Linked DNA regions of Mus musculus: all the other regions are linked to region 1. The links are chromatin contacts, called in public Hi-C, HiChIP or PLAC-seq and promoter capture Hi-C maps. All regions are on one chromosome and are shown on one strand. Each heading gives the region's core, a stretch centred on a gene start, on an enhancer-like site or on the middle of the called end of the contact. The rest is flanking DNA. Distances are from core to core; before and after follow the strand shown.

Region 1 (3,794 bases), core at 913-3,412:
ATCGGCAGTGGATCTAGTTTGCTCTGAACCTCTCAAGCACTACTGCATTTAGACTTTATACTTCTTCTCTATGTGCACACATTTCCTCATCCTTTCTTGGTGATGGGGGCTGCAGTCCTTCTGTATGCTGTCCCTCTGTGCTGTCCCTCTGTGCTAAAGCTAACTTTGTTAGACTGACCCTCAGTGTTTTTTATCAGATGGGCATATCAACAACTAGAAAACATTGTAGCTTGTATAATCTCCCTTCCTTCCTTCCTTCCTCCCTTCCTTCCTTCCTTCCTTCCTTCCTTCCTTCCTTCCTTCCTCTTCCTGCCCCTTAGACTCTTCTATGCTTCTTGAGTAAGGGTATTTTGTAGAATATTTTGTCAGTGAATTATTCTTGCCTTTTTTTTCCTGAATGCTTTGAAATCTATTTTCTTTCTTTCTTTCCTTTTCTCTCTCTCTCTTTCTTTCTCTCTTTTCTTCCTTCCTTCCTTTCTCTTTCTTTTCTTTTCCTTTTTAAGATTTATTTATTTTATGTATATGAGTGCACTGTAGCTGTCTTCAGAAACCTGAAGAGGGCATCAGATCCCATTACAGATGGTTGTGAGCCACCACGGAGTTGCTGGGAATTGAACTCAGGACCTCTGGAAGAGCAGTCAGTGCTTTTAACTGCTGAGCCATCTCTCCAGCCCGAAATCTATTATCCTACAGATGATGTTTTCAATCAGTTTTAGGAACTCTCCTTTCATTATTACAAACTCTTCTCCCCCAAGTTTCCAATGCTTTTATACTGCGCTGCAACTCACTAGTGAAACAATGCCTACCCAAGTCCTCCCACCTGCTAGCAGACTCCTTTGGCCTTAGGGTGTAGCTTTGACGTCATCCTATTTGTCAAGTGTTAAGGAAAAGTTCTAGGAAAATTCTAAATTCTCTTATTGGTATTCTCATAGCACTTAGTTCACTTCTCTAAGCTGACACTTAAACTCATCCATATTTTTCTTCATGTTTTTCTTCTGCACCAGCCTCTGGAGAATAAGGGATTGATTGTTCATACTTGTATTCTCTGTGCCAGGCATACCTAATTACCTAAGTGATTCCCAGGGTAATGGGAAAACACACAAACGGCATATGGAGGATTTGGTACAGGCTCTACTTCTGCGTAACTTAGACTTTTGACGATTGTTGAGCACCTGCACACAGCACACACCACGGTGTGTGGTCTTTGCCATTCTCATAACCATTTAACCATTCACACAGAGAAAACACCTAGGCATCACTGTTTCATTGGTTCCTTTTATGCGTAGGCAACATTTATATATTTTGTGAGGTTTTAGAAGCTTCCTTTCTGACACTTGCTTCTCGACAGTTTCTTAAACTGAAAACAGCCATTCATTAAGTTATTGTGCATGCGCTAGACTAAACGCTAGGGATAACACTTTCTGCATGATAGGGGTGGGACAGGAGAAGAATGCTGTAATCTGTAAAGTTCGTCTGCTTCTGGGAGTAAGGCCAGCATTAATACAACGCACGATTGTTATTTCTGAATGTCCCTTTGCAAAGAACAGAGTTTCTCAAACTTTCTTTGACCAGACCTAACATAAAGAAATACATTTTTTTATCGCCATCCTTGTACATATCTACCAAAAAAGAGTAATTGTTTCTTAAAACTCCTTTTTGTCACGCACTCTGAGCTTTTTCCCACTACATTATTTTTATAAAAAAATTAACAGAGTGGTGGACCCGTCCTCCCAAACCGATTTTACAGAACTAGAGACCTAATCCACGGCGACTTGAAATAAGATTATCTGATTGTAGTCTTTCTTTTCCAGGTCTCCCTTCACTCCTTAAGTTGCAAATATTGACCTTTTTAGTGATGGGGCCGTTCCCCTCCTCCCCCGGCTTCTTTAAGAGGGTGGTACCGACCCATCCAGGGGGTGGCGGAGGGGCAGGGCCCACGGAGTCCGTGGCGCAGGCCCGGCCCGCTCTTCCAGTTCTTGTGAAAGAAAGCTAGGGTGTGTGCAAGCAGAGATCGCAAGGCCGAAGCGTGGGCTGCTGGAGACCGGCGCGGAGGACTAGCGTTGTCTGCCCGCCGCGTTTCCGGCCGAGTCCGCGGGGGTCCGCGCGTGCGCAGAGCGTCCCCCCGGGGAACGACCCTTTCGATCGCCCCGCGCCCGCGCGCGCGCCCGGGAAGCCAAAGTCCACGGTGGGCTCGGCGCGGCGGCGCGCGCCAGGGGGCGTTCCCGCGCGGCCGGCCCCGCCCTCTCTCGGCGCCGAGCTATCCTCCCAGTTTCCCCCGCGGTTCCTGCACTGAGGTTGTCGCCGGCGCGTCCCCTATCCCGCGGCTCGCTCGCCCTGCCGGTGCCATGGCGGCCTTCAGCAAGTACTTGACGGCACGGAACACCTCGCTGGCGGGGGCCGCGTTCCTGCTGCTCTGCCTACTCCATAAGCGGCGTCGCGCCCTCGGCCTGCACGGGTGAGGCTCGCGGCCGCGCCGCCTTCCCCGGGCCCGAGCGGGGAGCTCCGGGCGCGCGCCTTGCCCTTCTCTCCCAGGTCCCGAGCTGCGCGGGTGCCCGCGGAACCGGGCCAGCGGTCCCGGAGCCCTGCGGCCCTCAGCCTGGCGGCCGCCGCGCAATCTCAACACCACGGGAGGGAGGAGGACACGCCGCGTCCCTGCGCCCCCGCGCCCCCTCACCATCTCCCCGTGCATGTCAACTTTATGGGTGCATTCTGGTTTTGCCATCTCATCGCCACTGAACGCTAAGGTTTGCGTTCGTTCGGGATGGGCATTTTACTCGCCAGCTCGACTCCGGAGTAGTGGCGGTGGATAGTAGCCAGGGGCGTTCCTGGGGTTTTCTGGGTCCAGTGGGCACGATTTTCTTCTAAAGCGGTGCCCTCTTTTTCCGGAATTGGTCAGTGAATGCCCTCATTTGGAAAGGTTGAATTGGCTCAGCGGTGTGTGGAGGACAAAGTTTCCTCCGTCGACTTTATAGGTGAAAGGTGAAAGTGTGTTTTAGGTGAAGATCACTTGTTAATTACACCATACAGCTACCTGCCTGGAGAGAATGTTAAAGTTTACTTTGAACTTTTGGGAGATTAGGAAAGAAGGGAGAATTGAGTTCTGGGGGTGGGATTACAGGCACAATTTTAACTTCTTGTCGCCCATTTGATTTCAGCGAGCGACAAAGAAAAGGTTACTTCCTAACTAAGCATTCTTACTAGTGTTTGGATATTTAGTGTCCAATCTTAGAATAATGCTTTCATGCATTTTATTTCATCAACCCTCTGGGTAGGTACTATTTATTGTCTCCTGCTTTTGGTTTGCTCGGACTATCTTATTATTAGAATTTGGCCTAAAATACTAGCAGAGAGCTCCATGTATCCTTTCATGAAGTATTTTCTGTCTTATCTACTTTGACTTGCTCATTGGCTGCAGCATTGGCCCTTCTCTTCCTAAATCAGCTTTACAAAATAATGATATGCCTCTCCTTCACATACTATTCGTCCTTTTTAAGGGTTCTTGGAGGGGGACGATTAATTTGAAATATTTTTCTATTAGATCGTGCCCTTTCTGAACTCTCATTTGGGATTAGAAGTTATCAGTTACTTGGAATGTGCCGATAGAACATAGTAAATGCTTTACATTTAATTACTTGAATTAGTCTTTGTAGGGAAGCGTTTCAGCGCCTAGAGTAGGTATTTTAGTAGTGAGGGAACTTGACTGCTAACAACTCTGACTGATTTAAAAGCAGTTCTCAAGCCGGGCATGGTGGCGCACGCCTTTAATCCCAGCACTCGGGAGGCAGAGGCAGGCG
Region 2 (3,794 bases), core at 432-2,931, 910 kb before region 1:
AGAAAAGAGAGAAAACTGACCCCCATGTAGTATCTCCGTGAAAAAGCAAGGTGAGACAAAGTCATACTGCCCGTCTATCGGGCGGCTTCATCTCCCGCAGGTGTGAGGGGTGCCCCCGCCAGCCGCTAACCCCCGCAGCCCTTCCCCAGACAAAGTGGCCAGCGGGATGTTGAAGGAAGTACCTCGTTTTGTCTCCAAAGGGCAACATAGCAAAGGTGGGGCGCTCGTTTGCGAACTCCTCGGATGGTGGACTCGGGAGACTCTGGGGGCCGACGGAGTTCCGTGAGTGCCCGACCGGCTCCCCTACTGCCCCCGCCGCCTCTTCGCTGCGGGTCGCCGGCTGCGGACCCCGCGTTGCGTCGCCCCCTGGCGGGCAGCGCCCGGCCGAGTGGCGGCCGCGCTCGGGCGAGTCCCCACCGGCTCGTCCACCATCCCCGCCCGGCGAGAGTCGCCCTCCCGGCTCGGGCGGCCAGCACCAGCTGCTCGACGGCCGTTGCCCCAAGGCGCCGGTGGCGGGGCTCCAGCCCCTTCTCCAAAGCAGAGCTGGTTAGTTCAGCCCAGATCGGCGCGCCGGAGGCAAGCGCGCGCGCGGGCTTCACGGCGACTCCTCGAGCTTCGGGGGACCCGCCCGCCACGCACTCCGCTCCACCCTCTCGTCCCTCCGCTCCACTCTCAAGTCTGCGCGAGCCCCGACTGCCCGTGCAGCAGTCGGATCCTAAAGGACAGGCTCCCTTCTCCACGCCCTCCGCAGCGGCCTCCCGGCGTTTGGCTCGAGACCAGGAAGAACTGGCCTCTGGGGTGCTCCGGGTCCCCGGGTCCCCGAGTCCGCCCGGGCCGCCTCCCTCCCGCCCTTTGTGTGCGCGCCGCAAAGCTCCGCGAAAATCCTCCTTGCGGCGACGCAGCCAGAAGAGGGATGACCAGAGGACTATTGGGGGACCAAAGGCGACAGTCCTCACTGGGGGCGACCCGGGCAAGCTGCGGCACCCAGGCTTCCCGGTGGCCTGGTCCAGACCCCCCCGGCTTCCCCGCCCCTCCAGGGTCAGAGCAAGCCGGGCAGGGGAGGAGCACGACCACAGGGACGCGCCCGCAGTGGTGCTTCCGGAGCCGCTGGGAAGGGGCTCTGGCTTGTTTTGGTTTTTGCTAAGCGGGTTTGGGAGGGAAACCGGGAGAGTAGAGGGGAGGGGAGAAGGCCCGGGAGAGTAATCTTGCTCCAGGGCCGGGTGTACGCTTTTGTTTTTAACTTCGTGGGCAAGTCCTTTCTAATCCGACGCCTCGCTTCTCAACTGTGCTCCCTTTAAGTAGAGGACTCCAGTCCGTACTGGGACCGAGAAGCTACTTCCGAAGCAAAGGGCCTGGGAACGGGGATTGTTTAATGTTGGATCGAGGGGAAAATTCAATGGTGGGGGAGAGAGATCAGCCTCAGGTCACGCTTCATGTCCCTGGCTGTGTCCTTTGTGGCTCCTCTTCTTACCTGGTGGCCTTTCTAATAAAGTAAGAGAAGGTAAAGTCCCGGTGATCATCCAGCCACGCTTCCACCCAGTCCGGGTCCCGCTGCTGCTGCGACCGCACGGAGTTGGGGCCCGCTCGTTCCATGGTGCTTGCCGCGCGTCTCTGCGGCTCGGAGGTGCCGGATTTCCACCTCTCTCTCTCAGAGGAGCAGGACAGTGTTCGAGACCCTCCCCTTTTGCCTTTATTCGTCCCTGCAGTGTCTCAGCGAAGCCACAGAGACGCGGGCCGGCCCCGGAGCTCGCTCAGCCCCGCCCCTCCAGGTCCCCGAGGTTCCCAGGTGGCGGGCGTCCTCCTTGGGGTCCCGCGGAAACCGGCTTTCTGCATCTGCCTCGGCGCTGACTGGCGAGCCCTCCGGAAGCCAAGTGGCCAAGGCTAGAAGGACTCCAGACCGCCGCTGGGGTGCGCTGTGGGCCGAGTCAGCTTCCCTCTATGCGCAAAGGTGACAGTGGGTGGATTTGCAATTCCCAACCAACCAACTCTAGGACAGAAAGATCACAGTGAGGACTCATCTACAGTCCAGAAGGCAAGAGGCAGGAGCTTCACTAGAAAGTGTGGGAAAAAGTTAACGTGATTGTTTTTCTTCGTTCTTAGTAGTACAGGGACAGCCCCACCTCACTTTTCTCCTTAAGCAACTCTTGGTGGAGAGGACCCAGAACCTATCTCCCTCACAGCAGCCCTCCCAGTGACTCCGGAAAGCACTCCAACCCTACAAGCTAGGGAGAGACATGAGGAAGAAACCGCTATGACAAACCTGCAGGTACGGGACACAGTGGCTTCCATCAAAACCACATCCGAGCTTAAGGCTAACATCAGTTGTAATCATTGATTCATACACCAAAGACCCTCCTTATGGAAGCGCAAGATTCGGTTAGACATAGGACATAAAAATGACAACCACCTGTCCTTGGCCTGTGAATTTTGAAGCTAAGACTACCTCTACACGATTCTGCTGACTTACGAACCCTAACACTAGCTACCCATGTACAACTGGGAACACCCAGTTAGCCTGATTTAAAATGAACTCATTTGTATTTAACTGGCATCGATACCTCAGAAATAGTATTGCCTTACATTGCTTATTGCTGTGATAAAATTCCATGACCAAAGCAACACATGATAAATTATATTAGATTTTAAAATGACAGTTCTCTCCTGATATGTTACTATGACATTAAATATGCTTAGCGAATAGGGAGTTTCCCCTTGTTGGTGAACCCCACCCCCACCCCATATCTACACATTCCTCCTACCAGGAAGTCACCTGATTTAAAACTGAACTCTGGGATAATAGCTAGAAATTGGGCCTTAACTGTTTGTGCCCGCTCCCTCCAAAGTTCATATTGACACTTCATTCTGGCTGAGTGGTTAAGAGTTCTTCCTTCGGGGGCTGGTGAGATGGCTCAGTGGGTAAGAGCACCCGACTGCTCTTCCGAAGGTCAGGAGTTCAAATCCCAGCAACCACATGGTGGCTCACAACCATCCATAACAAGATCTGACTCCCTCTTCTGGAGTGTCTGAGGACAGCTACAGTGTACTTACATATAATAAATAAATAAATATAAAAAAAAAAAAAAAAGAGTTCTTCCTTCACCCGACCCCCCCCCCAAGCTCCCAGGGACTAAACCACCAACCAAGGAGTACATATGAAGGGACCCATGGCTCCAGCCTCATATGTAGCAGAGGATGGCCTTGTCGGACATCAACGGAAGAAGAGGAGGCCCTTGGTCCTGTAGGCTAGGGCGAGTAGGCAGAAGTGGGTGGGTTGGGGAACAGCCTCATAGATGCAGGAGGAGGGGGAATGGGATAGGGGGCTTCGGGGGCAGGGGGTGACAATATTTGAAATGCAAATAAAGAAAATATCCAATAAAAAGAGTCCTTCCTTCTATTCCATAAGTTGGGGTTCAGTTCCAAAGCTGTCTTTGCTGGTTAAGTCATTTCTTCCCTCTCTTCTCTGCTATCTCCACTTCTACCTCCAGACCTGTGGCCAACAGCCAGCTTTGCCTGATAAATCTCTCCTCCTCTGTCCCACCAGTCTCGCCATATCCACACCCACAGGGCTAGTGCAGGACAAGGTTCCAATACCACCTTTGCTCGTTCTAGTCCAATCAAAGAATTCATGCGCCAGCTAAGTCACCCAGCCACTGCACCGGCCCAGTCTAAGACAGGACAAATTCTTACCTCAAACACAACCAAAGAAAGAAGGTCACACTCACAAGTCACATTACAAGCACAATATAAACAGCCAAGATGCTATGTGTCCCTTCGAACACAGTAGTCCTATAGAA
Region 3 (3,794 bases), core at 581-3,080, 800 kb before region 1:
GGTCTATGTAGCCCTGGCTATCCTGGAACTCCACATGTAGACCAGGTTGTCTTGAACTCAGAGATTCACCTGCTCTCTGCCTCTTAGAGGTGTAATTTTGGTTTGAATTATGGTCCTTAGGTCTTTCTTAGCTTCCACGGCAGAGCGTAGGTAAGTTACATCTTAGAACTGGAATAGCTCTAAAGGAGACATTGCTACAGTAACTTCATACTATCTAGAGAGTGAGAGTGAGACCGGAGAGGTGACTGTTAGAAGACATACTTTGACAGAGACAGGCCTTTTTGAAATAGAGAAATCCAGAAAAATGGTGGAAAGAAGTTATTTCTTAGGAAGATATTCTCTCTTACCAACACCCCACCCCCACCCTCCAACCACTGCACACTCTGTAACCCAGGCTAGCCTCTGACTCCTGTAGTTACGCCTCTCCCCTCCGGAGCACTAAAATTACAGGTGTGCGTCATCACACTTGGCTTCAGCGACTTTCAAAGAACATTAAAAAAAAAAAAAAAAAAAAAAAAGACCGGCCTTAACCTAATTAGAAGAGAGTATTCATTTGCTCAGCCTACCTCAGAAAAGGATAGCAAAGAATTTGGTGAGTGGTGGTTAGACTGCCTGGAGAGCTCTGGCTATTTGCCTGGACTTCAATGGGGAGCAGAACTAGGTAAACAGGAAGGCTGGGGCGGAAGAAGCTGGAACACCTGTGTTGGTCCCGGTCCCGGTCCCGTAGGGAGGAGTTTCAAGGCTGATAAGACGTCCGTTGGTGGGGGGACCTTGAAGCATTCAGTTGTCATGACTCACTGAAGAGTACTCTACTGGTTCTAGAGTGAAAATGTGTGTGTTTTAAGCGACAAGCAATTAATACTAAAGCATATGCTGGGGAGTTAGTGAGCAGACTGTACGCGGTATCTAGTAGCACCAGCCAAACTTGCTGACTGCCAGTGGAGGCAGGCTGGGAAATAACTCAGCACAGCTAAAAGCAAGAGGTCGTCTGCAGCCAAGATTCCTATCGGAGGCAAGAGACGCCTCAGGCTCTGAACAGGTTGTTGAAGGGCTGTGAGGAGGGAGAGACCGGTCCCTGGAGGTAGCCACGAGCCTAGAATTCAGGCAAGCTCAGCAGCGTCTCACCTCCTGCAGGTGTCAGTCGGGTTCGCTTTCCACCAAGTCTTATCTTTTACCATGGCAACGTCCCCAAAAGATTACGGGATCGCTTGCCTCTTAAAAAAAAGAAAAAAAGGTTTCCCGAAAGAACTTACAATAAAATCAAAATGCTTTATTAAAAACAAAAACAAAAACCAGACACGTCGTGTGACACGTTGCATTCACATTGGACGTTTGACCTCTACAGGTCTGTGGTTCCCGGGGATCCCAGGCTGAAGCGCCAAGCCTGGACGGAGAAGTTACCTTACGAAGGCAGATTTTTTTTAACTAAACACACGCACACACCCCTCTGCTCCAACGTCTGGACGTGGTTTCTTTGTCAGGGCTCCGCAAAGAACGCTGACGTGTGGGGTCGCCTCCTTTGAGGGGGGGGGTCTCCGAGCAAGGCAGGGACCGTGGGCGTCCTCCCTGGCTCTCCATCTTGGAGCGGGAGTCTGAGTGCGGCTTTTGCTGAGCCCGGAGGCCGGAGCGGACGCCGCCGAGGGTCCGAGGATCCCCGCCCCGGGCGAGCTGTTCGGAGGAGACCCCCGCCGGCCCCCGCGCGCGCGAGTGCGGGCCCGCCCCGATCCCAGGGTGCACCGCGGCCCGCCCCCTCCCCGCCGTCCCGCCTCCCCTCGGCCCCGGCCCCCTCCCTCCCTCCTTCCCTCCCTCCCTCCCCGCTGCCGGGAGGCGGGGACGCGGCGGCGGCTCGCTTCAGTCGTGTCTCTCTCACTCACTGGGGAACCCGGTGGTGGTGGCGGCAGCTTTCGAGGCAGACGCTGAGGAGGGGAAAGTCGGGACGAGAGAGGACAGCGGGAGCAGCCGGCCGGCGCCAGTCGCCTCAGGTTCCGCCATGAGCTGGGGCACCGAGCTGTGGGTGAGTGTGGGGAGCAGAGCGGCTCGCGCCGTCGGCGGGAGCCCCGGGCTTGGCGCGCCGCGGACTCCGGCGCCTCTTTGTGCCGCGAGAGCCCGCTCGGCTGCGGGCGGGGAGGCGACGGGGCGGCTGCCTGGGGCTCCCTCCGAGGGGCCCGGGCCGCAGCCCTGGACGGCCGCTGCCGTCCCCTCTCCAGCCTCTGCCTGACTTTGCGGACGGGTGCCCGGCCGGGCGCCGCGCCTTTGTACCGCGCGCCCGACGGCGGGGGAGGGAGCCATTGTCCCGAAGGGGCGCCGCTCGGATCCCCGCGCCGCGCGCCTGGGCGACGCCCCAGCTCCAGGTAGGGGGAGCCGGGCGGCTTTGTTCCCAGCCCGGCCTGGGGCCAGCCAGGCCCAACCCACACGCCCATTTCCCTCTCTTGCTGCCTCCTTGCTCGGGACCTAGGGCGCCCGCGACTCCGCGCCGGCCAGCTCCGGTTGCAGCCTCTCTGGGCTGGCGGGTCTGCTTTTGTGACCCGAATTAGGTAGTGGGATCGAGGAAGGGACGCTCATTTTGGCGAAAGGAGCGCGCGGCTTGCCGATCGCTTGATTTCCCTCTCGTTCTTTATTCTCTCTCCTCTCTCTCTCTCTCTCTCTCTCTCTCTCTCTCTCTCTTTCTCTCTCTCTCTCTCTCGTGTGTGTATGTGTGTGTGTGTCTGTCTCTCTCTTTTTTCTCTCTCTCTCTCTTTCTTCCGTGCCTTTCCTGGGCGCTGGAGGCTGCAGACAATACCCAATGTCCGACCAAGGTGCAGGCGGAGGGTTATAGGTCGAGGAATTCGCTCCGGACGCCGTCACCTGAGGGTGGAGGTGTGCATGGCAGTGATTTCTCAGGTGCGGCCGGGAAAATTGGCGGCGTGGGGGCGCTGTCTCGAGCGAGCGCCGCCTGGCCTCTGCCACTCCCCTTTTTATCCCACCTGTGCATATTTTCCGTGCCTTTGTTTGCGAAAATCTCCGGGAATCTCTGTAGCGGGAGAGGAGGGACAAGTTTCGAGTATGTACGCTCACTGGGATTCGAAACAGATCGTTTAGTCGCGAGGCCGAATGTTTTCTCCTTTTCCACGTGCTGTAGATTGGGAATTTTAGAAGTGACACTTAAAAGCTCATCTAGTCACCCACTTAACCCTGCCCCAGGAATCTGTCCTGTAGCACTCTGCAGAAGTGTTTGCCCAGTCTGCAAACATAACCATCAAGACAAAATACCTCAGGAGCCTCTCCACTTGATTGTTCTGATAATGGTGAGCGTCATTTGTAAACGAATCATGTAACATCAGTTAGAATTTCAGGCATTATTGGTCCTTTCCCATTTACTTTTATGTTTGTTTGAGACAGTCTCACTATAAACATGGCTGGCCTGGAACTCGTAATATAGACCAGGCTGTCCTTAAACTCAGAGATCCACCTGACTCTCTCCAGTTGCTGGGACTAAGGGTTTTCCCTTTTAAACGTACATTCTGTGATGGTTACAGTGTCATCAGTGAATGGAGATGGGTATAGTTTTATTTTCTATTTACAACATTTTTTATCTCTTTGGTGCCTGGCGATTGAACCCAGGACCTCGCACATACTAGACAGCAAGCCGTATCTCTAGCCCCTTATTTTTAATTTTAAATTCATGTATTTATTTGTGACTGACTGTGGGTATATCTGGCAAAGAAGCCAGAAGAGGGCATCAGATCTCCTGGAGCTGTAGCTCAGACACTTATGAGGCTCATCACAAATGCTGGGAACCAAACTCAGGTGCTTTG
Region 4 (3,794 bases), core at 655-3,154, 660 kb before region 1:
GACAGGCAACGACTACAGAAGAGGCACAGCGGTCCCTCTGCAGCGGAGCCTTCGGGGAGTGCCCCACCCCCATCAGGACCAACTGAGCTCTTTCCCATCTTACAGGCAATCTTACAGGCACTTCTGCAAATTGGCACCTTCCAAAACTGAGCCTGGAGACAGACATCCACGTGGCTCTAAAGAGACTCCGAACATGTTCCAGGCGTCAGTGCTGCGCCAGTAGCTAGCTGAAGTGACCTTGGGAGATGACTTGACCTCTCAAAACCTCAAGCTGCTCCCCAAACATACCAGGTGATTACAGGCAACGAATGATAACATTATAAAGCCTGATCCCCAATACATGCAAGGCACAGTCTGCAAATGTGAGTTTCCATTCCTCTTTGAAGAAAGGCACTAGAAACCATCCTCTGTCGCTGACAACTCTCAGATGCTGGGCGACCCGGACCTCTGTCCTCAGAGAAGGTGGACAATGACTGAGTCACTGCCGGACTGCAGCTGGTGCTGAGGACCCTTCTGAGTTTTTAAAACTAGAACTAAAGAGGAGATAGATGATCAAGAGTATTTAGCATTAAAAGTATATTTTAATCCTCAACTTCAAAACCTGATAATCGGAAGACATACGAAGGATCTTTAATCACACTTGCTCAGATGTCTCAGAGGGTCCCCTGCATCATCGTTATCTGATGAGCTGTTGATGGAAACAGGCAGGACACAAAGCCACAGTATTTGTCTCCATGCTCACCCCAAAGCCCATCTACTATTGGATACCCCTGTTCCAGCCAACCTGACTGAGTACCTATGGGTAATTCGTGAGATCTGGGTGATACCCCACCACCACCCCTGTCATTGTCCCTGTCTCTGGCTGCAAAATTAGACTTTAGTCTATGTTCTGACCTGCTGTCCTGCCAATCTCACTCCTCCAACACCTCCATGCTGGGTGGCTGTTGCCATGACAACCGATCTTTGGCTTCTGCTTAGAGTGCCCTGAGAACCATCTCCCAGGTGCCTAATTTCTTCATACTGCTCTGGTCCAAATTTCTGGACTGTCTGATTTTAACTTATTTCTAGAGTCATGTTGTGTCTAGCCTCATGAAGATTGTGCCGTTCTCCCCCCACCACCACCACCACCATCCATGCTGTTCTAATTTATACTGCCTGTCTGTATTCCCCGGAGAAACTATTCTCTGCCTCCCCTAAGCCTGCAACAGCAGGAATCCACCAGTCACAGTGAGGATTGCTTAGGCACAGGGCAGGCAGGCACCGAGGGAGACCACACTCATTCCAACCCTGACAGAAAACAGTGGAATTAATCCCTTCGCAATAAAGTTTAGCTACCTGAATGAAAAACACTTCAGTAGAAAAATGGTCTTTTGTCAGTCAGAAACAACCTGGCTATTATCATCTGAATGAGACAGTGATTAATCCTGCATTCTGCCAAAACAGCACTGAAAATCAGTCTGTATTAGGAGCTCTTAACTGGGAGGTGAAGTATGGCTTCTATGATCCATACGAACCACTGGGTGATAATGTGCTCACTGGAGAAATAGGTTAGAGCTTATACTCAATTCCCAAACACTTAGGGGACCTAGAAGTCCCCACTGATTGGTTATCCACTTTTTAAAAAAGTAACTTAATAGATAAAGTGTCTGTGTGTATGCATGCGCGCATGTCCAAGCTTCCATGTGGGAATCTATTGTCTCCTTCACCCTGTGGGTTCTGGGGAATCAAACTCAGGTCAGCAGGTTTCATGGCAGGTACCTTTACCTGCTGAGTCAGGTCACCAGTCTAAGATTCAGAAAGGCTTTCAATAGCCAGTAGAAAGGAAGTGAGCAAAATAGCCTAGTGATCATGACTGGACCTGCAAAACACTTGTCTGGTTGCCATGGACACCGGTTGGCTTAGCAGGGCTGTGACTGGTAAGAGGAGGAGCCAGGCAAGCAGTGTTGAGACCCCTTATGGCTGTGAAGTAGCTTTCCCCTGTGAAAAAGACAAGCCCTTGTGCTCCTCTGGTGGGAGGGCCTTGTGTATCACAGTAAATGTGTAATATGTACAAGTCTGATCTCAGCAACCTCTTGGCAGCCACACATCTGGGGAGTGCATCTAGAAAGGCCATGGCGGTCACCCACATCTCTCTACCTCATTTCCTAGTGTGTGATGTTCCCAAGGGCCAGAATTTCTGCTGAGAATTCTACCAGTGTCTCGTTTAGCACACTAGGAGGGGGGCATCATTATCACCATGGTCTGGGCAGCAAGCAGTAGTTCTTAGAATGAGTAATGAGAGCAAGCCAGAACCTGCTTTATCTGATGTGCTAACAGAAGCATCACACCTGACTGCCAGGACCAGAACACTCTAATCTAAAGCAAATCCAGGAGGCAGACCTCCCCTCATCCAGTGACAGATAGTCCAGCAGCACAGGTTGAGGGTTCATCCGCAATGTCAGGGATACTGGACAACATATAACAGTCAGGGAAGTGTAGCTCATAGATTGGGGATGCTGAGAACAGAATCTCTGGACCAGGAGGCAGCAAGCCTCAGGTGTTGAGCACAAGCCAGGAACACCTCTCTGTGTATAGACCTCCTGTGCCCTTGGTGGGGAAAGGCCGGATCCGAAGGCTCTCTGTGAGAGACTGCATTGATCGGCAGCCAATGTCTTCACTTCCTTGATGGCTGCCAAGTACAACGATGTCTTCAGAAGTGACATCTAAAAGGTCAATATTTTCTTTACTTGGTGCCTAGGGTGAGGACAATGGGTTGTTTTTGCCAGTGTTCAAAGGCTAGTAGAATGCCACCAACCCCCACCCTGTCCCTGTGCACCTTACGGCACTCCTTCCAAAGTAAGTGGGAGGGCTGGGTGGAGGAAGGGGGAGGTACCAGGGTGAGCAGCAGGAATGGGTCTGGAGAGTCTGGATCATTATCTGGAACACTGTGTCTTAGGGCTGGGTCACTTGCGATAACAGATGTAGAAATCTTTCCAAGGCCACACAGGTGATAATCAGGTGATACACAGCTCTCCCAAGGGCCCACTTCTATCTCCTCTGTCACAGTGGCCACCACGAAACTATCCAGCCCATAAATAAACCAAAGAGAGTGAAACTGCAGAGAGCTGTGTACAGGTTTTAAGAAGATGGAAAAGGGTATGGGGAGGAATATCTGCAGAGTTTAGCAGTCATGTGTCAACACAGTATATGTGTATCCCAAGAAGACAGAGATAATTAGAAAAATAGCCTACTATGATCCTAAAACATTTATGGGGAAAAGTGTAAATACCAGATGGTGGTGTTGGAAATATGATCATAACAAATTCAAGAGACTAGTGAGAACGAAACCGTCTTTTAATATATAATGCTGCAGACAGGGAGACACAGCAGAGAAAGGGCAGAGACGACTGGTACGTTGATTTGGCATAAGAGGGCATCTTTAGAAGTTCCCTGACTAGGAGAACTTCCTGTCCTTTTCTCCCATTGGCTGGACTGACGAATAAGCCTGCCCCTTTTCTGATGTGGGCTCAGTCACTTAGCAGACTTCCTGTAACCTTACAACTCTCAGAGCTGGCAGCCCTAGAGAGTGGGGGTGGGGGAGTGTCTCCTGCCTCCTGCTTATCAGTGACTGCTTGTTGACAGCGGACCTAACAACCTAATTCAGTGCTTCTCAATAGCTCAGTTACTAGATAGCATGTGTCTTCACCCTTGCGAGCTGGATGTGTAATCCAGTCAGAGTACTGGACAGTGAGCTGTCTGAGGGTGAACATATGACCAACCTGAGATGAACCTGAGAGCTTCCCTGGGATTTTTCA
Region 5 (3,794 bases), core at 352-2,851, 640 kb after region 1:
TGCTGACAATGAAATCACGCTGTTCGTGTTATTTCGTTCATATCACACATTGAATTTGAAAAATTAAAACAGGATGAGGGCTATTCAATTATTGTGTGGACCATTTAACAAATATGACAAATAATCAAATTAATATTTTCCATTACTTTTAGCAGTAACATTGGACTTTAAACTGAAAATTGAATAACAGAGTGGTGCTGTAAATCAAAAAGTGTAATCTTTTCCCCAAATCTCTCTAACAGTTAATTATGAACCCACTGAACTTGCTTGAACTGCTATTTTGGAAATAACTCAAAGGAACTATTTTTTTTTTCTTTCTTCTAATACAAATTGGTTACATTATAGATAATCATGTGTTTAAATAAACCTTTATCTTTCTAATTATTTGCACAGCACGGTTCCTAATTGCCTGGGGTCACTGAAATCTCAGGGCATCCCTGGAAAAGCTTTTCTTGTCTATCTCATCAGATTTCCTTTCTCTTCTTGGAAGCCAATTTCTCTTCCTTTTTTCAAATTGCCCTTTTAGCAATAGAAATGATGATTGGGATAGTAACGTGGCCCAGTTAAAATTATTCTGACTTGTAGAAGTCAGTGAAAGGAGTCACTGAAGACCTACTTAAATTCTTTGATGAACTCACAGAATGTTATTTCTGATACAAACCAGTGGCATGAGACCTCCCCGAGTGAGCCAAAGGACTCTTGGGAGCTGCAGAATTAAAAATTTTTATTTTGGGGGCGGGGGGAGTCAAATGCACCTAGACAGAACTACTTACCACAAATTAATTTTGCTTACTAAAGTCGAGGTTGAAACAGATGCATCACTCATTCTGTTATCCTATTGTTACTGCGAGTGTTTTGAAATTTAGGTCAAGATTCAAAGATGGTGATTTCACCATTAAGCTTCAGGGATCAGAGAGGTAATAGACACATTATGTTATATGCATCGAATATCACCTGAACCGAACCAAACCGAACCAAATCAAATCAACTCAAATCAAATCACTGTAAAGCTAGTTTTTGGCTTTGGACCCCATCTCTAAGGAGTCTCATCTCAGTCTTCCCTCTTCTTCATCTTGGACTGGAAAGAGGCCCTGGAATCTAGACCTTGTGTGTAATCCCGAGGCTAGTGACCAACCAGGTCAGTATCCTGGAGGTCATTATCGTTCTCTTTTCTGAAATATCCTGACCACGAGGGTCACTGACCCTCATGAGGACATGGAATTTGTGTTTTGCTCACTGTGGGATCTCAGGACACAAAGTTCAAAAGCCTGACAAGGGCTCGTTCGCCTTGTTTGGCTTTTCTTGTTTGTTTAGGTTTTTTTTACTCTCTCCATTTCCTCCTAGCCTGGTGAAGCACGGTGGGTTCACAGCCTGGTTGTTCTTGTAGGGGACTTTGGGGCTTTACAGGTCTCTCTCTGATCCAGAAAACCACAGAGGCCAAAACTCAGAAGGTTCTGGGCGGACACATGCCACGCCCATAAACACGCCCATCTCCCCGCCCCCCGCCCGGCGCCATCCGCAGCCGACCTGGCTGTGAGGCCGGGGCGCCCCCCAGTGACCGTAGGGGAGCTTTGCTCCGGGAGGCGGCGGAAGTGGCTTTGGGTTCTGGTCGCACGGATATGGTGGAGGAGGTGCGGCAGGAGCTCTCGGCGCTGGCCGCGATCTTCTGCGGGCCCAACGAGTGGGAGATGTTGAGCTGTTCAGGTGAATACCCTGCCTCTCACCCTGCGGCCACTGCGGGGAGTCGGGGACCCGGTGTCTTGTGGCCCTGGACAGGAGTAGGAGGGGACTGGGGGGTGGGGTTGGCCTGCGCTTGCAGTGCCCTCCCCTGAGCTCGCCCTCTCCGCCCCCCTACCCCGTGCTCTCCCGCAACTAGACGGTGCGCAGTGCCCTCCTCGTGAAACCCAGCTCCTCCAAATAGTCGGCATCCACCATAAGCATTTGTGTATCACGTCCCTGACAACAGGACGCTGTAGTTGGTTGTCAGCCACGTGGAAGGCAGTCAGGAAATGCTTGTTAAGGTTTGAACTCTCCAGAGTTAATTGCCTTTGACTTTATTATTAATTTTTTTTGTTGTTTTACTTAAAAATATTTTTATTTTTACGTTTTCCAGGCTGCTGAAAAATGGCAGCCGATTCCAGACTTCTGCTGGACGCAGCATGGAGACCTTCTCTTCTAACCCAGGCAGGGCACCGACCCTCTGAGAGTTTATAGTCTGTAAAGCTATTACTATTGTTGTTATTATTAATTGTTTTAAAAAGCTAAAATTTCATTCTTGTCTTGGCTTCCGTTAAGGAACCCAGACGCTCCACTCACACACTTTTAAATTTTTTTTTGGCGTATGTATGAGTGTTTTGCATGCCTGTATAGACCTGTATGCTGAGTGTGCCTGGGAGGCCTGAATAGGACGTTCAGGGGCTAGGAGTTACCGAGGGTTTGAGAGCCTTGCCTTAAAGGTGCTGAGAACTGAACCCAGGGAATAGTCAGTGCTCTTAACCACTGAGTGCCCCCAATTTCCCCCTTTTGGGAAAATGTGCTGATGCAAATTATTCTCACCCTCGCTGAGCTGTCAAATATGTCATGTACATTTTGAGGTCAGTGAGAGCCATCCCTCTACTGTTACAATGTAACTACGATTGTAATGGCTTTTCTGACCATAAATTGGCTTAGCTCTAGGAAGACAGTGTGAGATGTGCTAGACCTAAGGAAGCTATATCTATGATTAGGAGGGCTTTGGGTTTCCATAAGATAAGTCAGTGACCCCTTTCTCCTATGCCTTCTTGCATGCACACATCTACAGATCTTTGTGGTGATTTGACGTTTCAGGCCATGTGAACTTTCTAGAAAAATGGAGTTGCTCTCTTCTTAAGTGCCTAGACCTGTCTTGTATATTTTTGAAACTTCCTTAAGACCCCTATGAAAGGATTTATTGTAGGGATTTGCCACCCTCTTGTGATTGGGTAGCATCCTGATCGGTTAGCATCTCCTGTCTCCACAATTCTCTCTATTGGTAATTGCTTCTGCCGGAGGCAGCTATTTAAAGGGATCACTCGTGTCTCCGAGTTCTTGTATCGTGACTTACTTGCCAATATCTGGGAGAAACGAACCTGTGATGTCCTATGACATTTTAAAAAAATGGTGGTGGTTTGCATTATGACCAATCAGATACTGTTGATAGGTCAGAGAAACCCCCCAAAAAGAAGTGCTGAGAGAGAGGGGGAGGGGGTTGTCTTAATACTCTGAACACTGCGGCTCTTTATCTGCTCTTAAATTGAGCATGACTTCAAGTCATGCCTCCTAATTAATTTAATTCAGTGTTCTGGCATCAATAAGTAATTGAATTATAAAGGAATTCAGTGTAACAGCTTCGGACATTTTGTTTTCTAGAAGGTTCACTGAAGAGTAGAACAGTTCAGCGATTGAAGCAGGAATGATTGACACACTCGGGAGCTGTGAGTGAGGCAAACACCAAGTGTAGCAGGCTTCGTGGCTTCTACCCTCGCTGCCAGCGGCAGTTCGGGTTTCAGGGTGTCACTCTGTACCCATCATTTCTTCCCTGGCCTCCACCAGATAAGTCTCTCCTGTCTTAAGTGAGATTAGAAGAATATTGCAGAGGGCCTACATTTCTCTGTAAGACAGGAAGACCTGGGTTGACCCCAACGGCCAGCTCTTGAGGCCCTGAGCCGAAAAGTCTTGAATAGATGGGTTCAGTTTAGTGGGGAGTAATTTCTTTTAAGAGTTTTGAGGGAGTTTGCATCCTGGCCACTCATGTTAGAGTAAGTTCAAAGGAAGAG
Region 6 (3,794 bases), core at 631-3,130, 600 kb before region 1:
CATGACAGAGAATTTGCAATTCAAACCTATACTTCTCTCATCTTCTTTGCAAAATCAGACAGTGAGGGCAGAGGAAACTATTCCACAGATAAAATTGGCTTATCCACTTAGAACTTGTGCTTGGCTTTAGGGACCTAGGGTGTCCTTTTGAAGTAACCTTATGAAGTCTAGCCAACCGATTGAAGTATGAATAATTCTTCCACGGATTGTATTTCAAGCAATAAAGTGAAGGATTGCCCGGGTAAGGTTCTTAAGAGTAGTACCCATCTGACAAAGCAGTCCTTTATCAATAGGAACTGAGATCTTTTGAACAGCACTTGTGAGTGAGTTGGTGTTTGGCGTGGTAAACTGTTTTCTTTATACTGGGGAGGCTTCCTGGCACACTCGCGGGTGGGCAAACGGCTTAGCCAGTGGGCCTCCCGAAGAGTGACGAAGCCCCCTTCAGGATCTCGCCTCCCCCCGGGGAAGCGGGGGGACCACACAGAATTAGATAATCAGCTTCCAAACTGACCTTCCCTGGGCCAACGTACTTGCCATAGAGAGGTCTGTGGAACCTTGGGAGATAAGAGTCAAGGTTTAAAAGACTCTCTGAACTCCGGGCTCTACTTTCCATCCCTAACTGCTGTAGGGAAAAACAAAACACAAAAACAAAAACTGAAAAAAAAAAAAAAAACTAGACTCGGGCTACTCCCCCTTTCACCTTGCCTCAAACAACCGTTAAACCTTAGTCCTGTGACGCGCTGCCCCACATCACCGGCTCGCTGCCTTTGCCACCTGCCCTTCAAAAAGAGTCTACACCTGATTAAAGTTTTTAAGTGGCCACAGGCTAAGCGAGTAAAGGAAGATGGGCTGCGACCCGTCCCTCCCTCCTTTTGCTTTCCCCTCTCCGACTCAGGGGGAAGCACACAACCAACTATTCATTCTTTCTCAACAAAGGGAAGGCGAGGGGAGGGAGATGTTGTCAACAGTTACTGGGCAGGCTCCTTCACTTTCTTTGCAAACTTCCCAAGAGATTAGTGGAGGAAAGCCTCGGGCTTCCAGCAGAGGCGTCTGGGCCAGCTCGTCTACCCAGCTTAGAGCGGCCTTGGGCAAAACCGAACTGGACTAGCAGGAGGGTTCGGAGGGGTCCAGAAACCAGCACCCGGGAAGATTCCGCCCCGGAGCCCAAGAGTAGATGGGGATGCTCGAGGCACATCACCACGCTCCACTCCCGAGAGTCCCGGGATCCGAGGACCCCCGAGGGCACAAGTCTCACCCTCCCTCCCCCGCCACACACACTTTGGTCACCCCCACTCCCACTCCCATGTCTAGTTTGCGGGGGCTCGGGGGTACAAACAGACGGGGGTTGCGCTCTTCCCCATGCCTAACTTTACTCTAAAGAACTTCTCAGTCCTGTTTCAGTCCGACCGAGGGAGCTCAGGAGGCTGAACAGGAACGCACGGGACACACTCACCTCCCCGCGCCGCGTTCGGAGTCCGGGATTGCGGTTCAGCGCCGGGCTGCTCTCACCTCACCGCAGCTGCTCTCGGAGCTCGGGCGGCTCATGGTCCGCGGGCGTCCGCCAAGAGGCTGGTGCGGCTGGCGGGTGTGCACGGCTGTCCCGCTCCGGCTGCTGCCTGGCCGGGCGGCTGCAGGCTCAGCTCTGAGCCGGCAGCGCGCTCTCTGGCCCTCAACTGGTGATTTGCGGCTTCGCGGCCCCACCCCGCCCAGCCGATTCGCCGGGCTGAGCCGAACCCCGGCGACTTTTACATTCGGTGACCTCGTCTGGCTCTCCTCCGCCCGGATTTGAGAGTTTTGACTCCCCCTTATCTTCCCCCGAGAAGCTAGACTTCAAGTGTAGCTCAACCTCTTCCTTACTGAACCTCACTCAACCGGACAGCCTCGCCTAATCCACTCCTCCCCCTTCCCGGCGTTATTTAATTACGCAGCAGATCCGCCCGCTCTGCAGACACCTGGCTGGCTTTCAATTTAAAAGGCTTTCATGGGACAAAGACCAAGGTAACCACAGCGAGCGAGCCGGGAACAGGCAAATCAATCACTCTCACACGTGCACGCAGAACTAGATGGCTTCGTGAACCTACATATGCTGTTTATCAAAACCTAGTTATAAAGTCATCTCTGCACTATCTGGTGGCTTGGTTTATGCCAAAGATTGCTGTGGTAACGGTGGGAGTACAGCACACAGTTCAATATATGATACCAGGTCATAGAATCATGATGCCCACCCCACCCCACACCCCAAATCAAATCCTGAGGACTTCAGATCTACATATAAAAGGTAAAACGGTAACACTAAAGAAATTATCAAACAGAAACCAAAAGCAAAACCAAACAACAAACAATAAAAAAAAAGGGCTGTAAAGATTCCTTAATTAAATACACGAAGCACTAACGCCAAAGGAAACCCGCTTGTTAACGTAATTGTCATTAAGAGCTCCTCTACGCAATTCATGCAGCCGATAAAGGAAATGTATAGAAACTATGTAAGGAACACCTTCGGATCAGATGGATAAGACAGAAGGCTCCACAGGGAACAGCCCAGGTATTTTTATTTACACAGTGTCCTGCTTTGCTTCTCTGTTGCTGAGATGAACGCTATGATCGAGAGCAGCTTCAGAAGTGTTTGTTTGTTACAAGGCATCATTGGGCGAAGCCAAGGCAGGAACTCAAGCAGAGGCAGTGAAGGGACAGAGCTCACTGGCTTGCTCTCCAAGGTTTCCTCAGCTTCTTTATGCAATCCGGGCCCACCTGCCCAGGGCTGGCACCACCCACAGTGGGTCGAGCCTTCCCACATCAAACGTTAATCAAGAAAATACCTCTCCCACATGCCCACATGCCCACAGGCCAATCCGATGGAGGTGATAGGTTCCCTCTTCCCAGGGGACTCTAGGTCAGTGGCTTTTTTTTTTTTTTTTTTTTTTGGTTTTTCAAGACAGGGTTTCTCTTGTAGCCCTGGCTGTCCTGGAGCTCACTTTGTAGACCAGGCTGTTCTTGAACTCAGAAATCCTCCTGCCTCTGCCTCCCGAGTGCTGGGATTAAAGGCATGTGCCACCATGCCCCCGGCAGGTAAGTGGGTTACAACCCCCTTGGGGGGTGGGGGTGAGGGGGCCTAAAGACTCTTTCACAGAGGTCACATATCAGATATCCTATATATACAGATATGATGTAAATACCAGGTATTTGCATCATGATTCATAACAGCAGCAACATTACAGTTATGAAGTAGCAACAAAAACAATTTTATGGCTGGGGGGAGGGGGTCACCACAGCCACTGTGTTAAAGCGGGAGAACCAGCCACTGTTCTAGAGTGTTCAGACTGACAAAATTAACCACCACAGACAGGCAACTGGATGGGCCAAGGAAAGCAAACAGGATATGTCTTTAAACGAATCAAAAGACTCTGCAGCTACAGAATGGCCAAAGTAAAAACATCCACAGACAGCTTTAACAACAAAGTATTAAAAAAACAAAAAGAAAAACAAAGACAAAAACAAAACAGTAAATTTGAGGAACTTTGTGTTTTTGAAAAAAAGAAAGAAAGACAGAAAGAAAAAGGAAAGTCTATCCGTTGATGCAGCACCATCGATGAACCATTATATTTGCATCTTGGGCATCCTGGGAAGAGCAGAGAAAGAGGCAGGGGAAGGAAATGTCCTGGATCTGAACTAAGAAAGGAACACCCTGACCCTTGGAGCCCAGAGAACTCCAACAGAATAAATACAACTACAAACTTTAAAAGCAGAGCCCTGACCTGTGCTCGGGTGCGTATTACCTTCACAATAACCCCGCTTAA
Region 7 (3,794 bases), core at 339-2,838, 550 kb after region 1:
GTAATCTCAATACACTCTTGCAGTTTGGTAATGCATTGATAGAGGCTCATGAAGGAATCCCGGGACAGTCACATTTCCATAGTGTATTTCCATAGGTTGACTTGGCTTGTTAGGTTAATTACTGTTGGAGTTAGAGAATTATAGATGTTAAGGGTAATGGTGGTGCATTATCAGGAGAGAACAGAGCAACTGACCAACAATGAGGAGCTAGGATAAGTGCCTGCAGATGACAGTCCTGAGATAGCACTGTGAAATTCGTCTTAGCTGAACTGACCCTATAGATATCTGCCTATAACCATCACATGCCCACACAGTTATGAGAGGAGCACATGAGTACATGAAGCAGCTATGGGGCAAAGCAAAAACAGTCAGGGGCTATGCAGGTTGGGAAATATCTGTGATGAAACAGGTGTGGCCACAGCGCTGTGGCCCTGGAATGCCGAGACGCTTGGGTAGAACACAGGGAACGATCTGCATGGTCTTCCTGGCTGGTTTTCTGACCGTGTAGCTCATAGAGGTTTTCTCTGTGGTTCCGCCTAGACCGGGGAGCTTTCAGAAATAATTGAATTGTTCCATTTCTATAGATGAAGACGTGAGCTTCATTGAGCTTAGTTAGCTCAGTCAGCTGGAGACAGCTCGGCTAAAAAATGGACTCCAGGTTCTAATAAATAGGATTTCGGTTCTATTGCTTTCCAAGATGAATTTAAATACAGATGTGGTGTGAGATTATGTGTACATTTTCTGGCCTAAATTGGCAGCAGATGCTTCCCTGTGTGTATGCATATTATTAGGTCAAATATGTAAGCTTTATTTGGTAGGTATTTCTCACAAACAACTGCCCTATGTCATTAATGTTGAAATTTCCAGGTTATTCGATTTATGTAGAATTCATCTAGTTCCAAAAATAGGACTTGTGACTGCTTTTTTTTTTTTGGCAAATCATACAGCTTGTGTGTACCTCTGCATTATTTAGTTTTATTCCAGTTAATTGGATCTGGTTGATACAGCAGGTCGGAAAGCAGAGTTTATAGACTTGGCAGTTTGGGATACTCAGCCAGTCCTAAAACAAAACAAAAACAAACAAACAAACAAAAAAAAAACAGTCCAGTCCCATTTAAACATCCTGACCGCAGAGGGGTCCCGGATATAGATGGATTGCTAATGTACCCGTTTTTGTTACGTGGAAATCGAATCCAGGGCCTTGGACATGCTAGGCAGGAGCTATACTTGGATAGCTTGCGGTCCTTCAAGGGTGTTCTCCGGGGGTTTGGGAAGAGGCTGCTCTGGGACATGACGCCTCTTCTACACACGTGCCTCCTAGCCGGCTTGGCACGCACCTGCAGCCTCAAACCAGAACGGGGCGGGGCTGGACTTTGGCCGTGGCAGACGTGGCAGAAAGAAAAAAAAAAGCATCAGTTGCCATTTCATCTCCTCGACAAAGCAAACCATGCGGATCTTTTGCACAGCGTTTGGGCATATAAGACAGAATTCCCCATTGAAAAGGGGTTTGGGTTACGTGGCGAGCCGGGGCGCTGACCAACGCGGGGGCGGACTCACATACTTCTTCTCCCCACTCGTGAGGTCTGTGACTTGCTGGGAAAGCCCGCGCACCGCACACTGCACCCGGGCAGAGGTGTGAGCTCTCAGGGTTCCTTCGCAGCCCACCGCCTAAGCTCGCGGCTTCGAGCTCCCGCCGCGATCCAAGTCCCAGCGCCGGGAGGTGGGCCCCACGCGCGGCCTCCGGGCCCCGCCCACTCTGGCCTGGGGTCGGAGCCGCGGCGAGCGCCAGCCCAGTCCGAGCGGCCGCGGCCCCTTTAAGGAGCCGCTCTGCGGTAACCCGAGCCCGCAGTCCGGGCGGGCGCGGCGGCAGCGGCGGCGCGAGCCTCGGCGACAGCTCCTCCGGGCTCCCCCGGCTTTCCGCGAGCATCTCGCGCGTGGCTCCGGCCGGCGCAGCCTTCGGGCCAGGCTGGATGACCAGGCGCCTGTGAGCCCCGCTGCGCTCTCCCGGCCCCGCGTAGCCGCCGCCCGCGGGAGTCGTCCCGGGACCCGGCACAGGTGACGCCGTTTGGACGGGATCCGGGAGGAGGGCGGCCTCGCCCAGCGCAGCCTCGGGCACTGCGCCGCGTCGCACCGGCCTAGCGCGGCCGAGCTCGGGCGCCCGAGGCGGGTGGGAGCGCGCGGGAGGCTCTCGCAGGTGTGCGGCGGCGCAGCATCCTTCCTGCTGTCGGCCCCGCGCCGCTTAGCTCGGAGCAGATGATGTCCCGGGCCCGCGGCCCCCGGCGCTGGCCCGGGGTCCACTCGGTTCTCCCAGGCTGCTTGGTTCGGTCCCCCGGCTTTCCTGCTTGGCTAGAGGCAATCAAGGGGTCTGAGCCCAAAGCGGGTGGGTGCAACCTCTGGGCCTGCGGGGGACGCTTTCTTGCGAGAGACCGGCTCAGGGTCGGGAGCATCAAGTGGCATCCCCATCCTCCTTTTCTAAAAAAAGTAGCCTATTTTTACCCCCCACGACTCTCAAGTGGGTCCCATTTTTAGCCACCTGAGTGCTTAAGTCTAGTGGAGGGAGAATTGGTTTCTCTTTCCAGCCTCTGTAACCTCCTGGCAAGTTGGTTAAACTAAGTGCCTTCGTTTACCTTGGTAGGAAATGGGGCCTCTAATGCCACTATCTTATTTTCCCACCTTTCCAAGATGGTAGGGCAGCCTCTGTGAAAGTGGTTTTAAGTTAAGTTCATTTAACGGACACTTGCTGGCCTGTGTTTTTGTTTTTATTTGTAAGCATTTTCGAGCCACTGTACATGTGTATGTAAAACTGCAAAATATTAAAAAGTAATCTTTGATGTTTAAATTAACTCAGATACCAGTTTGGAGGCAATGTGGGAGAGTTTGTGTGGATGGTGGGAATTAATGTGTTTAATACTCATGTCTGTAATTTTATTTAGTAAAACCTTTACATAGTCAGATAATTGAAAAATTAAAAATGGATCTAGGATGGGGATGTTTTAAGGTGAAATTAACGTTTATAAGTAGTTTCTTAAGTCAATATATTCAGGAATCCCACTGCCCATGTTCCATCAGGTTAAAGATCTTTTCTCTTTGTTTCTATTTTCCTTAAGTTGTATGGATGAAACGAAATAAGATGTGTGTACCGGTGATGTCAGAAAAACTTGAGACTAGTTGTGGAGGCTCCCCTCCCCTGTGCCATGTGATGATCCAGAGAATTTATTCTCTTTGGATCCCTGCAACTCCTCTCACCACACTGCCTCTGTCCAGCGCTTCTCTGCGGTGCCATCTTTCAGGAGTTTTATCTGTCTGGGCTGGATGTCTTTGCCCCAGTTGCTTAGTCATTATCACTAGCTTTGTGCTTCTGCTCCTTCCAGTAAAAGCCTTCATCACTTGGGGGAAAAGAAAAAATTATGGCTCTTGCCACTAAAGTCCTCTCTGTTCACTTGGAAGCGCTAGGGGTGACAGTTGTCAGAGGCTTGAAACGTCAATCACCAGAGAAGATGGACGTTTGCTAAGAGTTTTCTAAATAGACCTACAGAGTAAGGATGCTAGAGTTGGCCAGGCCTTGCATGTTTGCTGAAATCTCTGTTGGAGAGATTCCACTGGACTATCAAGAGAGGCCCTGTGAGGTGACCACCGAGCTCTGAGAAGCTAAACTGTGCTAAACTGGGTAAGGATACTCCCTGCAAAGGAGTGGGAAGGCAGAAAAGTGCCCTGCAGGAAGGGATGGCTACCTTCCCAGACTAACATCACCAATGGAGCAATGGAGCCTGGGTTTCTGAAGGGAGGCAGGGAAG

The links. Promoter capture Hi-C pulls out the DNA fragments that hold promoters and counts their contacts. Hi-C and Micro-C count contacts between places; a contact is called where the count stands out from the background. HiChIP or PLAC-seq counts read pairs in DNA pulled down with a chosen protein or histone mark.
Region 2: an HNF4G HiChIP or PLAC-seq map of pancreatic cancer cells shows a contact between it and region 1. The contact joins the promoter of Pde5a here to the promoter of Abcd3 in region 1. A contact is called at or near these places in 1 of 39 promoter capture datasets (embryonic stem cells) and 1 of 115 datasets of contacts at active chromatin or transcription factors (pancreatic cancer cells).
Region 3: a contact with region 1 is called in a promoter capture Hi-C map of second pharyngeal arch cranial neural crest. The contact joins the promoter of Fnbp1l here to the promoter of Abcd3 in region 1. A contact is called at or near these places in 8 of 39 promoter capture datasets (cranial neural crest, embryonic stem cells, frontonasal cranial neural crest and 5 more), 3 of 484 Hi-C or Micro-C datasets (cardiomyocytes and embryonic stem cells), 9 of 115 datasets of contacts at active chromatin or transcription factors (astrocytes, embryonic forebrain, embryonic stem cells and 5 more) and 1 of 9 other capture datasets (liver).
Region 4: an HNF4G HiChIP or PLAC-seq map of pancreatic cancer cells shows a contact between it and region 1. The contact joins the enhancer-like site here to the promoter of Abcd3 in region 1. A contact is called at or near these places in 2 of 39 promoter capture datasets (the 3T3-L1 cell line and cranial neural crest) and 3 of 115 datasets of contacts at active chromatin or transcription factors (bone marrow-derived macrophages, embryonic stem cells and pancreatic cancer cells).
Region 5: a contact with region 1 is called in a promoter capture Hi-C map of pre-B cells, with 5 times the contacts expected there. The contact joins the promoter of Rwdd3 here to the promoter of Abcd3 in region 1. A contact is called at or near these places in 8 of 39 promoter capture datasets (the C10 cell line, the HPC-7 cell line, embryonic stem cells and 4 more), 2 of 484 Hi-C or Micro-C datasets (both in CD4 T cells), 5 of 115 datasets of contacts at active chromatin or transcription factors (T-cell acute lymphoblastic leukemia, embryonic stem cells, large pre-B cells and 2 more) and 2 of 9 other capture datasets (adipose tissue and liver).
Region 6: a contact with region 1 is called in a promoter capture Hi-C map of liver, with 4 times the contacts expected there. The contact joins the promoter of Bcar3 here to the promoter of Abcd3 in region 1. A contact is called at or near these places in 5 of 39 promoter capture datasets (hippocampal neurons, liver, maxillary cranial neural crest and 1 more), 2 of 484 Hi-C or Micro-C datasets (embryonic stem cells and liver) and 1 of 115 datasets of contacts at active chromatin or transcription factors (pancreatic cancer cells).
Region 7: a Hi-C map of muscle stem cells shows a contact between it and region 1, with 3 times the contacts expected there. The contact joins the promoter of Tlcd4 here to the promoter of Abcd3 in region 1. A contact is called at or near these places in 3 of 39 promoter capture datasets (hippocampal neurons, liver and pre-B cells), 1 of 484 Hi-C or Micro-C datasets (muscle stem cells), 4 of 115 datasets of contacts at active chromatin or transcription factors (astrocytes, embryonic stem cells and extraembryonic endoderm stem cells) and 1 of 9 other capture datasets (adipose tissue).

Annotation. Positions count from the first base shown.
Region 1 is chr3:121,813,670-121,817,463 of GRCm38.p6, reverse strand. Abcd3 (ATP-binding cassette, sub-family D (ALD), member 3) reads left to right here and starts at 2,162. Exons shown (of 23, transcript NM_008991.3): 1 at 2,162-2,455. The coding sequence starts at 2,346.
Region 2 is chr3:122,727,045-122,730,838 of GRCm38.p6, reverse strand. It overlaps Pde5a (phosphodiesterase 5A, cGMP-specific), which reads right to left and starts at 1,681. Exons shown (of 21, transcript NM_153422.2): 1 at 1,472-1,681. The coding sequence starts at 1,593.
Region 3 is chr3:122,617,750-122,621,543 of GRCm38.p6, reverse strand. It overlaps Fnbp1l (formin binding protein 1-like), which reads left to right and starts at 1,830. Exons shown (of 14, transcript NM_153118.3): 1 at 1,830-2,014. The coding sequence starts at 1,991.
Region 4 is chr3:122,474,016-122,477,809 of GRCm38.p6, reverse strand. All of the region lies in intron 3 of Bcar3 (breast cancer anti-estrogen resistance 3), which reads right to left. It overlaps Gm34349 (a long non-coding RNA gene), which reads left to right. Exons shown (of 2, transcript XR_376033.3): 2 at 1-1,349. Among named protein-coding and RNA genes, the nearest start is that of Gm34349, 4.3 kb to the left of the region's middle. Within about 2 kb of position 1,904, at least 172 of the 459 cell types and tissues checked have an H3K27ac peak or open chromatin away from gene starts, as enhancers often do. A contact at or near this core is called in embryonic stem cells and pancreatic cancer cells, where this site is marked.
Region 5 is chr3:121,169,502-121,173,295 of GRCm38.p6, reverse strand. Rwdd3 (RWD domain containing 3) reads left to right here and starts at 1,601. Exons shown (of 5, transcript NM_028456.3): 1 at 1,601-1,704. The coding sequence starts at 1,620.
Region 6 is chr3:122,417,843-122,421,636 of GRCm38.p6, reverse strand. It overlaps Bcar3 (breast cancer anti-estrogen resistance 3), which reads right to left and starts at 1,880. Exons shown (of 12, transcript NM_013867.3): 1 at 1,454-1,880.
Region 7 is chr3:121,260,961-121,264,754 of GRCm38.p6, reverse strand. It overlaps Tlcd4 (TLC domain containing 4), which reads left to right and starts at 1,588. Exons shown (of 8, transcript NM_001355678.2): 1 at 1,588-2,055.